Regions from separate parts of the Mus musculus genome. Here all the other regions are linked to region 1. Evidence: chromatin contacts called from public HiChIP or PLAC-seq data. All regions are on one chromosome and are shown on one strand. Each heading gives the region's core, a stretch centred on a gene start, on an enhancer-like site or on the middle of the called end of the contact. The rest is flanking DNA. Distances are from core to core; before and after follow the strand shown.

The links. HiChIP or PLAC-seq counts read pairs in DNA pulled down with a chosen protein or histone mark.
Region 2: a contact with region 1 is called in an HNF4G HiChIP or PLAC-seq map of pancreatic cancer cells. The contact joins two enhancer-like sites. A contact is called at or near these places in 2 of 484 Hi-C or Micro-C datasets (bone marrow-derived macrophages and reprogramming fibroblasts) and 2 of 115 datasets of contacts at active chromatin or transcription factors (embryonic basal ganglia and pancreatic cancer cells).
Region 3: an HNF4G HiChIP or PLAC-seq map of pancreatic cancer cells shows a contact between it and region 1. The contact joins two enhancer-like sites. A contact is called at or near these places in 1 of 484 Hi-C or Micro-C datasets (nephron progenitors) and 1 of 115 datasets of contacts at active chromatin or transcription factors (pancreatic cancer cells).

Annotation. Positions count from the first base shown.
Region 1 is chr17:10,376,512-10,380,567 of GRCm38.p6, reverse strand. No RefSeq gene overlaps it. Among named protein-coding and RNA genes, the nearest start is that of Gm39565, 7.0 kb to the right of the region's middle. Within about 2 kb of position 1,862, at least 56 of the 459 cell types and tissues checked have an H3K27ac peak or open chromatin away from gene starts, as enhancers often do. A contact at or near this core is called in pancreatic cancer cells, where this site is marked.
Region 2 is chr17:10,736,361-10,740,416 of GRCm38.p6, reverse strand. The region is part of intron 2 of Pacrg (PARK2 co-regulated); the gene reads left to right. Among named protein-coding and RNA genes, the nearest start is that of Gm16169, 69 kb to the left of the region's middle. Within about 2 kb of position 2,251, at least 9 of the 459 cell types and tissues checked have an H3K27ac peak or open chromatin away from gene starts, as enhancers often do. A contact at or near this core is called in pancreatic cancer cells, where this site is marked.
Region 3 is chr17:10,700,523-10,704,578 of GRCm38.p6, reverse strand. The region is part of intron 2 of Pacrg (PARK2 co-regulated); the gene reads left to right. Among named protein-coding and RNA genes, the nearest start is that of Gm16169, 110 kb to the left of the region's middle. Within about 2 kb of position 1,663, at least 54 of the 459 cell types and tissues checked have an H3K27ac peak or open chromatin away from gene starts, as enhancers often do. A contact at or near this core is called in pancreatic cancer cells, where this site is marked.

The DNA of each region.
Region 1 (4,056 bases), core at 613-3,112:
GGATAGGGCGGTGGGGGAAGGGGAGTGTTGGGTGTGCTCCTGAGCACGCTGTCCTGCTGCTTCTTCACTGCTGTTCTTTGGAAAAGGAATTAATTGCCTCTTTTCCTTGACCATTAACGGAAGCCACACGACCCAGCTGTCACCCTTCCCTGGTATTACTGTGTATCACTGTAGCCAGTACCTAGCCAACAGCCTGCTTCAAATGGAGCTTAACTCATCCCCTAGTCTACTCCTGCAGTCAGCACTCAGGATGAAGAGCAGAGAAAGGGATGATGACTCTAGGGTGTGTGTGTGTCCATATTCATGTGTGTCAAAACCAGAGGTCAACTTCTGCTATGCACTGTGAGTTTTTGAAACAAGAGTCTATCATTGGCCAGGAACTCTCCAGCTGGCTGGTGAGCCCCAGTGATCAACCAGTCTCTGCCTTCCCAGCACTAAACTAAGATTAAAAATGGCCCACCTTCCTTCCTTTCTCTCTTTCTTTCTAACTGAGTGTCTGTCTGTCTGTCTGTCTGTCTTTTATGTGCATTCTGGGAATCAAACACCCAGGCCTTTGTGCTTGCCAGGGAAGCAGTTTACAAACTGAGCCATCTCCGGAACCCCTGACGACTCTTGTTAATGTGTCAGTGTGGCTGCCTTCATGGAATAGTAGCAGGAGGAAGAGAACATGACAGGCCCTAAACCTTCCTTGGGGTTCAGAGGATCAGAGAAGCCTGCTGGTCCTCAGCCCTCTGAGTTCTGTAGGGCCCTCAATGACACAAAAAGATACTGTGGATCCATTCAAGGGCCCCTTGGTTGCACAGCTCAGTGCTTGAGTCCCAGCAATGTCATGTCAAAACAGTCCTAAAAATAAGGACTGATGTCAGGAGGCAGTAGTCTGAGAGTCAGAGATGTGGGGCAGAAAGAGAATCCACCACCATCACCACCCCGCAGCGGTGGTCCACGCTGTTTCCCTTCCTACAGACAATGAAGAACTGTGTCCACAGAGGTTCAACTCCGGCTTCAGAAGCACCCTAGGGTGCTCACTTCTCAGTGATGATCTGATCCCTGTAAGCTGTGACCTCTGACCTACACTCCCAGGCTGGTGCTCAGCTATGAGTCTGAGAGGTACCTGGGCTGCAGCCAGAGCTCTGACCACCTCCAGGACAGTGAGCATCTCTGCTGGCCTCCCAACTCTTTACATAGCTAGCATCTGCTGGGTCTGGACAGGGACAGAAGAGGGATATGGACATGTGGCCACCAGTACATGGGACCCTACAGGCAGCTCACTCCCTAAACATCCAGGGAGAAGCTTCGGGTCTCCCAGGACCAGCTGCTGCCGACCGACCGTCACTGGGACCCTTTTTCTTTTCTGATCGTTCACATGTTAGGATCTGTAGAAGCTCGTAAGACAGCCAAGTAGTTACGAGCTCAAAAGCTTTGAGAGAGATTTTCTCTGAGGACTCGTTAATGTGATGTTTAATGGAATAGTCCCCTATCTGAATCCTGCACTGGAGCTTTTAATAGAGCTGATAAGCGCTGGGCAGGGCATGTGGCAAAGCAGACATGCCTGACACCCTCCTCAGCAGGGAGGGGACTGGACAAAGAAGGAGGAATGATAGGGCAGTAGGAAGATGGGGGTTCACAGACTGACATTAAAAACCCGCAAACAGGGTGGGAATGGTACCCCATCCGCAGGGTAGCTTAGTGGGGTAGTTAAAGACACATTCTAGTGGCCAAGCTCCGTGGAGCCGCCTCTCAGAACTACCATTAACTTGGATAAAAACCATAAATTAGCCCAACCATGAATACAAGCATTGCCTACTCCACCCCCTGCTACCCCACCCTGGGGCCTAAAATACTCAGGCAATTCTTGCCAGGTGACTCATGACTTCCTGGGCCCACCCCGTTGGCCTATCGCCCCACCTCCCTGGCAATATATACATGCTGAGGGAATCTCTCTGAGTATTTTTGGGAGACAGCTGTTTGCTCTTCTAGTCAAGAGTCTGAGAGGCACAGGCACAAAGTGGGCTGGACCCAGGAACTGGAGTCAGTAAAAGTGGGCAGAAAACATGGATGTCTGGATGGCCCTGCAGCTTTCTCTGGTTCAGGGAACGGATGGGCAGATGGCAACGTCTCCGTCTGAGGGTGGAGGAGGGCATCTCATTTCTCACCAGAGATTTCAGAGATGAAATGAAGGTGTTCTCTCCCCGGTGTTCAATTCACTGCACAGACATGAGGCAACCCACCTGGAATGTGCTAAAGCTTAGAATCACGGGTGTCTTCAGGCTGTAGAGAAACACCTCCAGACTCTCCTGTCTTCCTAAGGCTGGGATCCCATTCAATCCCGAAATATTAGGTGTTTCTTCACAGGAATTTTAAAAGGGGATGGGATAGAAGGCATTTGATGAAACAAGAGTAACAGATACCAACCTTTCTGATTTGTACTCTGTATTATACACAAACACATTCAAAGAGTCAATGTGGAGACTCATGCCTGCAATCCCAGTACTCAGGAGGGGAGATAGGAGGATCAGAAGTTGAAGACCAGGCTTGGCTACCAGAGAACCAGTTGTATAGTGTTCCCTTTGAATAGAGGAATAAGGGAAGCTTGTAAGACTCAGGAAGTAACTGAAATTTACAAGGATGAGGAAGGAAATTCCAGACAGCACCCAAACTTAGAACATTTACAAGGTTCAACCCCCCAAGGTTACATAAGCAATAACAATGGCTAGGGATGAGGAGTCTCCAGTCTGACCAGCTGCTTGCAAGCCATGCAGGGAGCTCAAGGACATGTCTTCTGTGAGTTGTCACCCAGGCTAGGGTGGGACTTTTCAGAGATACAGCTACCATTATGTCACCTGTACTCCTCTAAGTAATTCCAACATGCACGCTGGTTCACAAAGCTAGAATTAGATAGAACTGTTACTTCGGTCTGCTGCTGGTGCCCTGTCTAGGGTAAGTGAACTTTTAATCACATTTCAACAGGAAAAGTGTTGAGGTTTGATCTGTAGCTGTGTATTGTGATGCTAAATTCTGTACCAGAAGGTCTAGGCCTTTAAGTGAATTCTTACATTTACAAGCTTTTGTTCTGCAAACCTTGTTCCTTAATTTAAAACTGTTGATTAAATAAAACTGGCTATAGCCAATTCCTGGAGGGGTTAGAGGTGGGTGGGTTTTGAGTTACCTGACTTGGGATGAAGAGGAACATTAAGGAAAGAGGAGAGACCAAATGAGGAGGAAGAACAAGGAGAGGAGGAAGCCACCATGAGGGGAAGTGGATCATGAGCATGTAACGTGGCCAGGCGAAACAGCAAGAGACTGGGGTTCACCACTGGTAGGTAGCCAGGCCAGCAGTGAGAAGGGTAGATTAGGGGTGAGCCCCCAGTAATTGTTAAAGCCAAATAAAATAACCATAGTCTGAGTCTCATTTATTTGTAAGCTAGTCGGGGATAAACTTATATTAGTTATACTACAGTAAAGTCACACAACAAAGCCTGACTCAGAATAAAAGCAAAATTCTAAACAGCTTTGCAATAATGAAACCCAGTTAACTTTATTTAATTCAACATTTCCTAAATTTTTTTGTCTGAAATGAGTGTGTGTGTGTGTGTGTGTGTGTGTGTGTGTGTGTGTTTGCAAAACGTGATGGACAGAATAATACCCTTCCTCAGGATGTCCACATCATCAAACCCTAAGCCTGTGAATTATGACACCTATGGATAAGAGGGTCTTTTTGTATGTTTAACCCAAGTGTTATCCTTGCTAGTTGTTGTTTGATGGTTTTGTCGACTTGATGCAAGCTAAGATCATCTGGGAACAGGGAACCTCGATTGAGAAAATGCTTCTATCAGATTAGCCTGGGAACAAGTCTATGGGGGCATTTTCTTAATTAGTGATTGATGTGGGAGGGCTCAGCCCACTGTGGGCAGTGCCTCCCCTGGGCAGGTGGGCCTGGCTTATATTAAAAGGAAGTTGAGAAAGCCATGATGAGCACGACTGTAAGTGATACCTGTCCATCGTTCCTATCTCTGTTCCTGATTGACATTCCTTAATTGACTTCACTCAGTGATTGAC
Region 2 (4,056 bases), core at 1,002-3,501, 360 kb before region 1:
TCCTCCCTCCCTCCCCTGATTACAGTGTAATCTGCTGACTTCCTTCCCTACTCACCAAATATATCAATACAGATGCAAATTAGGTGAGGCCACTTCCTGTAAATCTGCTGTCAACATGTATCAGGGAGCAGAACAATGGACAAGAAGAGCTGCATCTTACAGGGCTGTGCATTCCTTCCCTTCTGTTAGCAAAGGAAATGTGCATTACACCGCCCCGCCCCACCCCCCAGCTGGCAGGAAAGAGCACTAGAAAGCATGGCTTTACTCAAGGGCAGAAGCATCTGTGAGAACTGAAGCAATCCAATGTTGGACCTGAAAGGGTTAATGGGACTTCTTGATGACCCATTAATAACTTGATGTATTCTTGGTCCAATGTCTTATTAAACCAGCTAACACATGATACCTGTTCTCACTCATAGGTCAACCTTAGAAAAAGTTGATGCAAAGGTTACAGAGGCTGAGGAGGGTGTAGCTAGATGACAGAGCATGTTTGTAGCACACACAAGGCCCCAGGTTCAATCCCCTGTACCAAAAATAAAATTAGAGTATAAGAATATTAAATGATATCATGATAGAGTGAGACAGTGCAGAGATTCTTCCGTCTTGTATTCTGGCTGAGGTCATTTCAGGTTTAACTGGAATTTGATCTCCTTCATGGAGAATCCTGTGAAAAATCACCCAACTCTGTTGTAGGATCCCAAGGTCAAGATGCCCCAACTAACTTACCTTAGCTTCTGTTAAACTGCTTGCTTGTGCAAAACCCCCCTGCTGCAGCTGCCTAGCATGTGATATTTTATTTTATTTTATTTTATTTTATTTTATTTTATTTTTGCCTTTAAAAAACACTTGCTCTAAAGTCTCTGGTTACACTTGGGTCCTGAATATCTGAGTGTAGTCCCAGATGTCTGGAATAAAGACTTTAAACTGAGTATAAGCTGGATCTGAGTGGCCATCCCTGATGTGTTATTTGTAACAATATGTTAAATATTGTTTTAAGAGTTCCAATTTTCTAGGACTATAAATATAATAAATACAAATAGTAAAAGTATTTAAACTTTAAGATCCACGAGAATAGAAATATTTGGAATCTTGTATATTTTCCAAAATTTTATTATTTAAATTTTTTATTGAATAAAATGGACAGGTGAGGAGAGAGAAAGAGACAGAGACACAGAGAGAAAGAAACTGAGGCAATGAGGTTGTCATCTTGGGGAATACCCCAAAGTTGGCTGAGTTAGAAACTACAACCTACCCCCTAGCCACTGTATCTCTTTGTTAATGCCATATCCCTTCGCATCACAGCCTGGATAAATGCTGTCATAGAATGATGGGTTACGTGTTGAGTAAACTGGCTTATCATGAATCTTTTCAAGCCATGCTAATCACTTTTGCTATTTCTGCTACAATCTCTGTTAACGGTCCATGTGTGGTAGTGTTCTGTAGTGCCCTATGGAGAGGCCTCACTGGAAGGATACCTGCAATGCGGCCAGCTTTCTGTCACACTGAAGGTCCTAGTCTTTGGAGATGGATTCCTAGCATCTGTGGCAAGGCTCCAGGAACATATGTCCTATGAGGAACTTTTAGAGCTCAGAAGGTGTCAAGATGCAGAAGGCAGGAGGTATGCAGCTTCAGAGAGTTTCCCACACGACTGTTATGTGCTCTTTTAACTTGCACAGCTATAGGGGAGGAGGGAAGACATCTTTGGTCATGTGCTTGAAACAGGAAATGAGGTAGTAGCAGGGGAAGAGGCCTTTCAGACCCCTTTTTGTCCCCAGTTGTGGTGGGAGAAGCACCTTCCTTTAATCTCTCAACACTCTACATAGCAAGGGAAATATTTCCAGAAAAGTTATGGGAAAGTTTACAGGAAAGAGCAGTTGATATAAGCAACCTATAGTAGCTAAGCTGTGGCTGAAGCAGCACATCTATTTATGCACCTCTTGGGGCTAAAGGCTCTTTCCAACCTATGATGGATGCAAAGATAAAAGGTCTCAGCTCAGGTCACTGGATCCCTGGGATCCAGTTGGACCTGTTTGGCTGCTTCTATTCCTGCTCCCTCATCCAGGAAGTAAAACTGTAATAACTGAGAAAAGACACAGATTATGTGCCAGGAGGAGGATAGCTACCTTGATGGGATGCAATCATACTCAAGACTTGATTCCTGGGTCTCTTGTACTGACAGGGCCTGGCCTGAGCACCAGAATCTGTCCCATGCCCAAGGTAGACTCACTGGAGGATCCTGTGAGCTTTGTCCTAGCTTAGACCTTGGTTGAAGATTAATGTGAAGTTATTTACTTTTTCTCCTCCCCCTCTTTCAGCTGCTCAGTGATTGACAGGAAATTCCAGGTCCCACAGTTGTCCTGTTTACATCAAGCTCCTGTTATAAGGAGAAGTGTATCAGGAGAATACTCTGTGTGGCATAGACAGCCTCAGCCAGCAATCCTACCCAAATCCCATAGTGGCTGCATGAGTGCTGCCTGGCAGAAGGCCCTACAAGCCCTCTAAGCAGGTCCCAAGTTTAAGTACTGGAAGACACTCTGCCCTAGCATCATCCCACATGTGAGGCATGTGTTCAGCTCATACTTTTTAAGTGAATAATCAGATAATTATGTGACTGAACCAGGACTCATTACTTCTGTTTATAAAATCAAAGACAAACCCCACAGTTTGTGTGTCTTTTTAGTCCAAGGGTCTAGGCATAGTACAACCAGCAACGTTGGACTTTGAAGAAAACTCAAGCCTTAGGTTGTCACTAATACATATAAACTGAACAACCCACCACCGTTCTTATAGATATTTGAGTACATGTGAGCAGAGAATCCTTTCTTCCCTAAAGAGTAAAACAAGCTTCTATTCTTTCTGAGCAACAGTGAGACACTGATCCTATGTATAAACCTCCAAGCTGCTGTCGAGAGGCGGGCTAGCTCAGGCTCATATGTAGAACCACATTTGTGCAGTGAGGTGGGCTAGCTCAGACTCAATGTAGAACTGTGCAGTGAGCAAACTCAATATTACAGAATCCTATGCTGTTCTCTTTAGTATGTGTCTTTTATGAGATCTCTGGAAATATAATGCATTATATTTAATAAATAGGGAAACACGGGCTCAGAGAGATTAATTTGCCTGAGGTCACATAGATAATAAATGGATAAATCAAGATCTGAATGCGTGCCTGAGTCAGCTGTTCATACTTCCCTGCCCCCCTTCCCATCTCTGAACCATTTAATTTCAATGGTTCCGTCGTTCCTCGCTGATTTTCTTTTTGTATTTCTCACTGACACACTCTTGACTCCTCTTGACTCCTTTTTGTTATCACTTCCAATGTGTCCTTGGATACATCTATTCTTTCTCCTTAGACAACAGTGTGCAAAATCCTTCCCCTTTTTTTCTGTAGGATACAGAAATCATGAGTACCAGTGGCAATCTCTCTACTGCTGAATGGAACCTTCAAATAATTATCTTTTTCTTTCTCCCTTTTCTTTCTTTTTTTAGTTTTTTGTTCTTCTCCCTCGGAATTGTATGCCATGTTGCCTTTTGACAGTTTGTGAAGTCATTCACACATTAGGTAAATAAACAATTTAAACACTTTCATTGCCAACTACCCATATTTTTGCAGCTTGATTTCCATCATGAAATCATAACTTGGCATGAAAGATATTCTAAAGGGAAATTCATTTATTACAGAAAACAGGGAGAAAAATACCCTCTGAGATAAACAAATACTTATCTAGTCTCTGCCTGTTTAATGATGCCTTCCATATACAGAGTCTTCAAGGAGCTGATATGTGTGGCATATCTTGTTGATCCCAAGAGTATAAAGATCTACAAATAGTTACAAAATAAAGTAGAATGATGTGTGTGTGTCGGGGTTGAGGGTTTCTTTACTTGCCAATCTATACCTTTTCCTATGTATGTTCATAAGCAAAAAATGGTAATGAAATATATCTTTCCTTTTAGTCCTTGAATTTCAGATTAGATTGGCCCTAGATGCTTCCTGTATGTTAGAAAGCCCAGCTTTCATTGTCCTAACCACATTGGCCTTTAAAGCCAATGTTCATG
Region 3 (4,056 bases), core at 414-2,913, 320 kb before region 1:
TGCATTTAGAATAGTTACAGATCATATACATACATTTGTACACACATGCAAGCGTGCACACACATGCACGCACACAATAGAAACTGGCCATGCTTGGTCTATGAACTTCTGTCTTCAGGCATCTGTCTAGTGCTGGTTTAGTGTGATTCTTGATGATGCTGAATCACAGTCTGTGCTATAGTTTGTTTTTGCAGCAACTGTTTGTGTTACTCTGTTCTGTTCTTTTCTTCACTCCTCCCCTTCCTCTTTTTAAAGATTGGTTGACTTCTATAGTATCTTTTAGATACAGGCTGCTCTTCTCTATTTTGTGGTTGCTTTGTGTGTTACAATACAGATGCCTCACCCTTTACCGATTGCTTAGGTTAGCACATACATGCATCCCTCCCCTATGGTCTTTAGCTGTATAGCTTTTTGGTTTACGTTGCTAGGCTTAAATCTACCAACACTAAAAACATCACAAGACAGTGAAACAATTTTAGTGCTAATCAGCCATACATGTTTTTATGACCTAAAAATGTTTTTCCTTACCCCCATCCTTGAAGGATATTCCTAGCAGACTTCTGAGGCCATGTTTTCTCGGAGGGTCATGAAGATGTGTCTCTCCTGCCTTCTGCTGATGTGACGTCTGAACATTGGAATCGTTCTTCCTTTGTGTGTAATGTTCTCTTTCCTTGGTTCTTTAAGACTTTCCCTTGTCATGGCCTCTTGCATTTAGATGCCAGCACATCCAGATATGATTTCTTTGACATGTTTTTTTCTTGCAGTATGTTGAGAGTCTAGAATCTATGCTTATTGACTAGAATCTAATTGGGGGGAGATTTTTGTCTGTTGCTTTTTTTCAGATATTTCTTTCTCTTTTCCCTGTACAGTGAGTGAACTAACATTTATGTTAATTATGTTAATTAGCAGCAATCTTTTGCTTTCTTGTCAGCATTTTGACCTTCACTGCTTTTCTTGTGACACTTTCCTGTTTTGGAGAGACTGTGTCTTGCCAAAGACTGCCAATAGTCTCATGAACTGTTCTACTGCAGTACAAAGTAAGAATTTTTGTGAATATTAACTTTTCCTAAGTCTATCCGAGATGTAATTGTCCCCTTCCTTCTAGCAACAGGCTCCTGGCCGCTTTGGTATTTATCCTCACACACAGCCAGGTCTCCCTAAAGTCAACATCTGTCCACAGACTCACTGACACACACAAGTGGTTGCAAATACCCCCTTCATAGAACACCAGCTTCTTTTTCTTCTATATATACCTCTGTAGATGCTTTCCCCAAAAGTGCCAATTGTGAGGACACTCCTTTCTGACTCTGCCTTAGATATCTGGCTTTGTAGACTATCCCTCCGAAGTTCATATTCACTCCTCATGTTGCATGTGCCTCGGGTCCATCGTGTTGTCTTATTTATTGCCGTGGTGGTTCCACCCACACAGCTGGGAAGACCCCTTGCATGCAGCCTGTCTCTCGGCACACTGAATAATGTGCAGAGTCACCGGAAGACTGCTGACTCCCAGCCTCCACGCTGCAGTCTTTCCGCAGGACACATGCCGCCACCCCTCTTCTCCACTTCTGCCTGCAAATGTGGGAACTTTACAGTCCTAGCAAGTGGCCTTGCTTCTGGAATGGGAAACAAAATATCTGGCTCTGAAGCACATGAGTCAGCACTGTGACCTTTGCATCTGAGTCAGAAGCCACATGTCTCTGAGTCCATTTCAGAGACAAATTTGAGTCTCTGTGTCCAGACAATTTTAAATCACAGAGTGCACTCTGATCCCAGAGTCATGAATTAAGAAAGCAATTATATCTGTCTTCTACCTTTGCTCTCTTTGTTGTGAAGCCCAGGTCAGAGAAATACTTCCTCCATTTTACAGCTTGAAATACCCAGCTCTAGAATAAAAAAGTAAATTCTTGAGATGTTTATGATTAAAATAAAATAAATTTGAATCAGTACTACAAAACACACACACACACACACACACACACACAAACCTAAGACATTACTAGAGCCTTACCCCCTTGCCACTCACGCCGGAAAACCTGTCTTCTCTGTCTTACCTCATCCATCTCTGCCTTTACCCTTAATCTTTCTCAATTCCTTCTCGCACACTCTTTCCTTCTCCCCTCTCTTCCCATTTCCTCTCCCACTCCTTCCCTCTCTTTAGCCCTGTCTCTGACATTCATTGTACTCCTGTTTCCAGGCTTTGGTTCATGGCTGTGTGACTGCTCACAATCACGAACTAATTAACTGGCATACAAACGGCAAATGGCACACAAGGTGCATGCTGTGTCTACCTGCCCTGTGACTGAGGCTATTCAAAACGATCATGCCTGGAAGGCACTACTTTTCTTGTTTTGTTTTGTTTAATCAGCAAATTCAATATACATTTATTTAGACACCAGATTGTTCAAAACAATAATATTCAATAAATTGAACATTGATTTTTTTCCTCATTGTAAGGGATGTTCATTTTCATAGATATTTCCCTGAGTTAAATTCATTTAAAATATATTCTGTTAGAAAATTTGACAATTTTTTTTTTAGTAACCATTAACTAATATCGAATTATACTCCGATACCTCTGGAAGAACCTAATGCAACCATATGAACATCAAATGAACACATAACTATCTGGCCTAGATGCCATAACAATTTATAAGGAAAAATTGAAAGAACTTCTGAAATGTTACATGTTTACCAGTGTTAAGGACAACGCATGGATACAGCTTCCTAGAACAGTTGTTCTCTGTCTGGATCCAGTCTGCAATCATGTTGGGTTTTTTTGTTTCTTGTTTTTCAGTTTTTTTGATTGTTGTTTTTTTTTGTTTTTTGTTTTTGTTTTTTGTTTTTTGTTTTGTATATTTCAGATACCTACAAAAATGATTTTTAAAACTGAAGAAGTGTAGTAACATTTAGGGAGGCAGATCTATATGTATGCGATAGAGCACATTGACAGGTAGGCTAATGAGAGACAGTTTATACAGCAGAATAAATTGTCTATCATATTGGAAAAGAGATTATTATTCATAAGTATTAATAGGAAACAACTCAAGAATATAATTAAAACTGTTCAGTGGATGAACAATAAAATGCACAGCTCCACAGCAAGTTTGGCCATCTACTTACTAAATAAATGATTCTACTTTCATTTCAAATGTAAATACACTTTGTCGGTTCCTCTTTCGTATTCTAGCAAGAGGCATTGAATCAAGTTCATACATAATAGTCACTGCAGTAATATCAGAATGTGAGAGTATAAGGCTGACATTTTAAGGGAGCCAGTGCCAGCCAGTACCCAGATCCCCAAACCAAACAGAGGCAGGGACAAGTGAGAGAGGCAGCCTCTAGCCTGAAGCATGTTCCATGAAGCAGTGGCTGAGGGGTGTGTATCAGATGCAGCACGTGGCACAGAATTCATGAAAGCAAAAAGAACTACATTTCCAAAAAGAAGCAATGTTGAGGTGTTTTGAGTTCTGTGTCTGCAATCCCTAGGAACCAAGCACAAAGAAGAAACACATGGACCCCTCAGCCAAGGCGCCATCATCCACCAGGGAGGCTCACTGGTGATTCTCCAGGTGCTAAGTGGAGGTCAGCTGTGAGGACCCAAGAAAGGGCTGAAGCTGTGAGCCAAGAAGGACCCGAGCCAGAAAAACACTCCCTGAAGCACCGGTGTAAAAGGGCTTAGCCCCCAAGCAAGGGATCGAAGTGACTGTTACAGGCAGGAACAACCAACAGTGGCCTTGGGGAGGGAAAGGAAAGGCGCTGATGAACTGGGCATAAGGTCTATTAATGGTTTTAGACCAAATGCTCAAAATTGATCCTTCCAAAAGTAGTGTTGTACTTAAATACTCATTAACTGAAAGCAATCACTATAGTGAATTTCACAAAACAGTGTTTGTAAAAAATGAGCACTTTCATATTTGTATTATAATTCAGTAAAATTCACTAGCGTTTTTTTTTTTTTTGGACTGTTTAAAATATACTTTAAAATGAAGGTTAATTTTTTTATATTTTTTATTAGGTATTTTCCTTATTTACATTTCCAATGCTATCCCAAAAGTC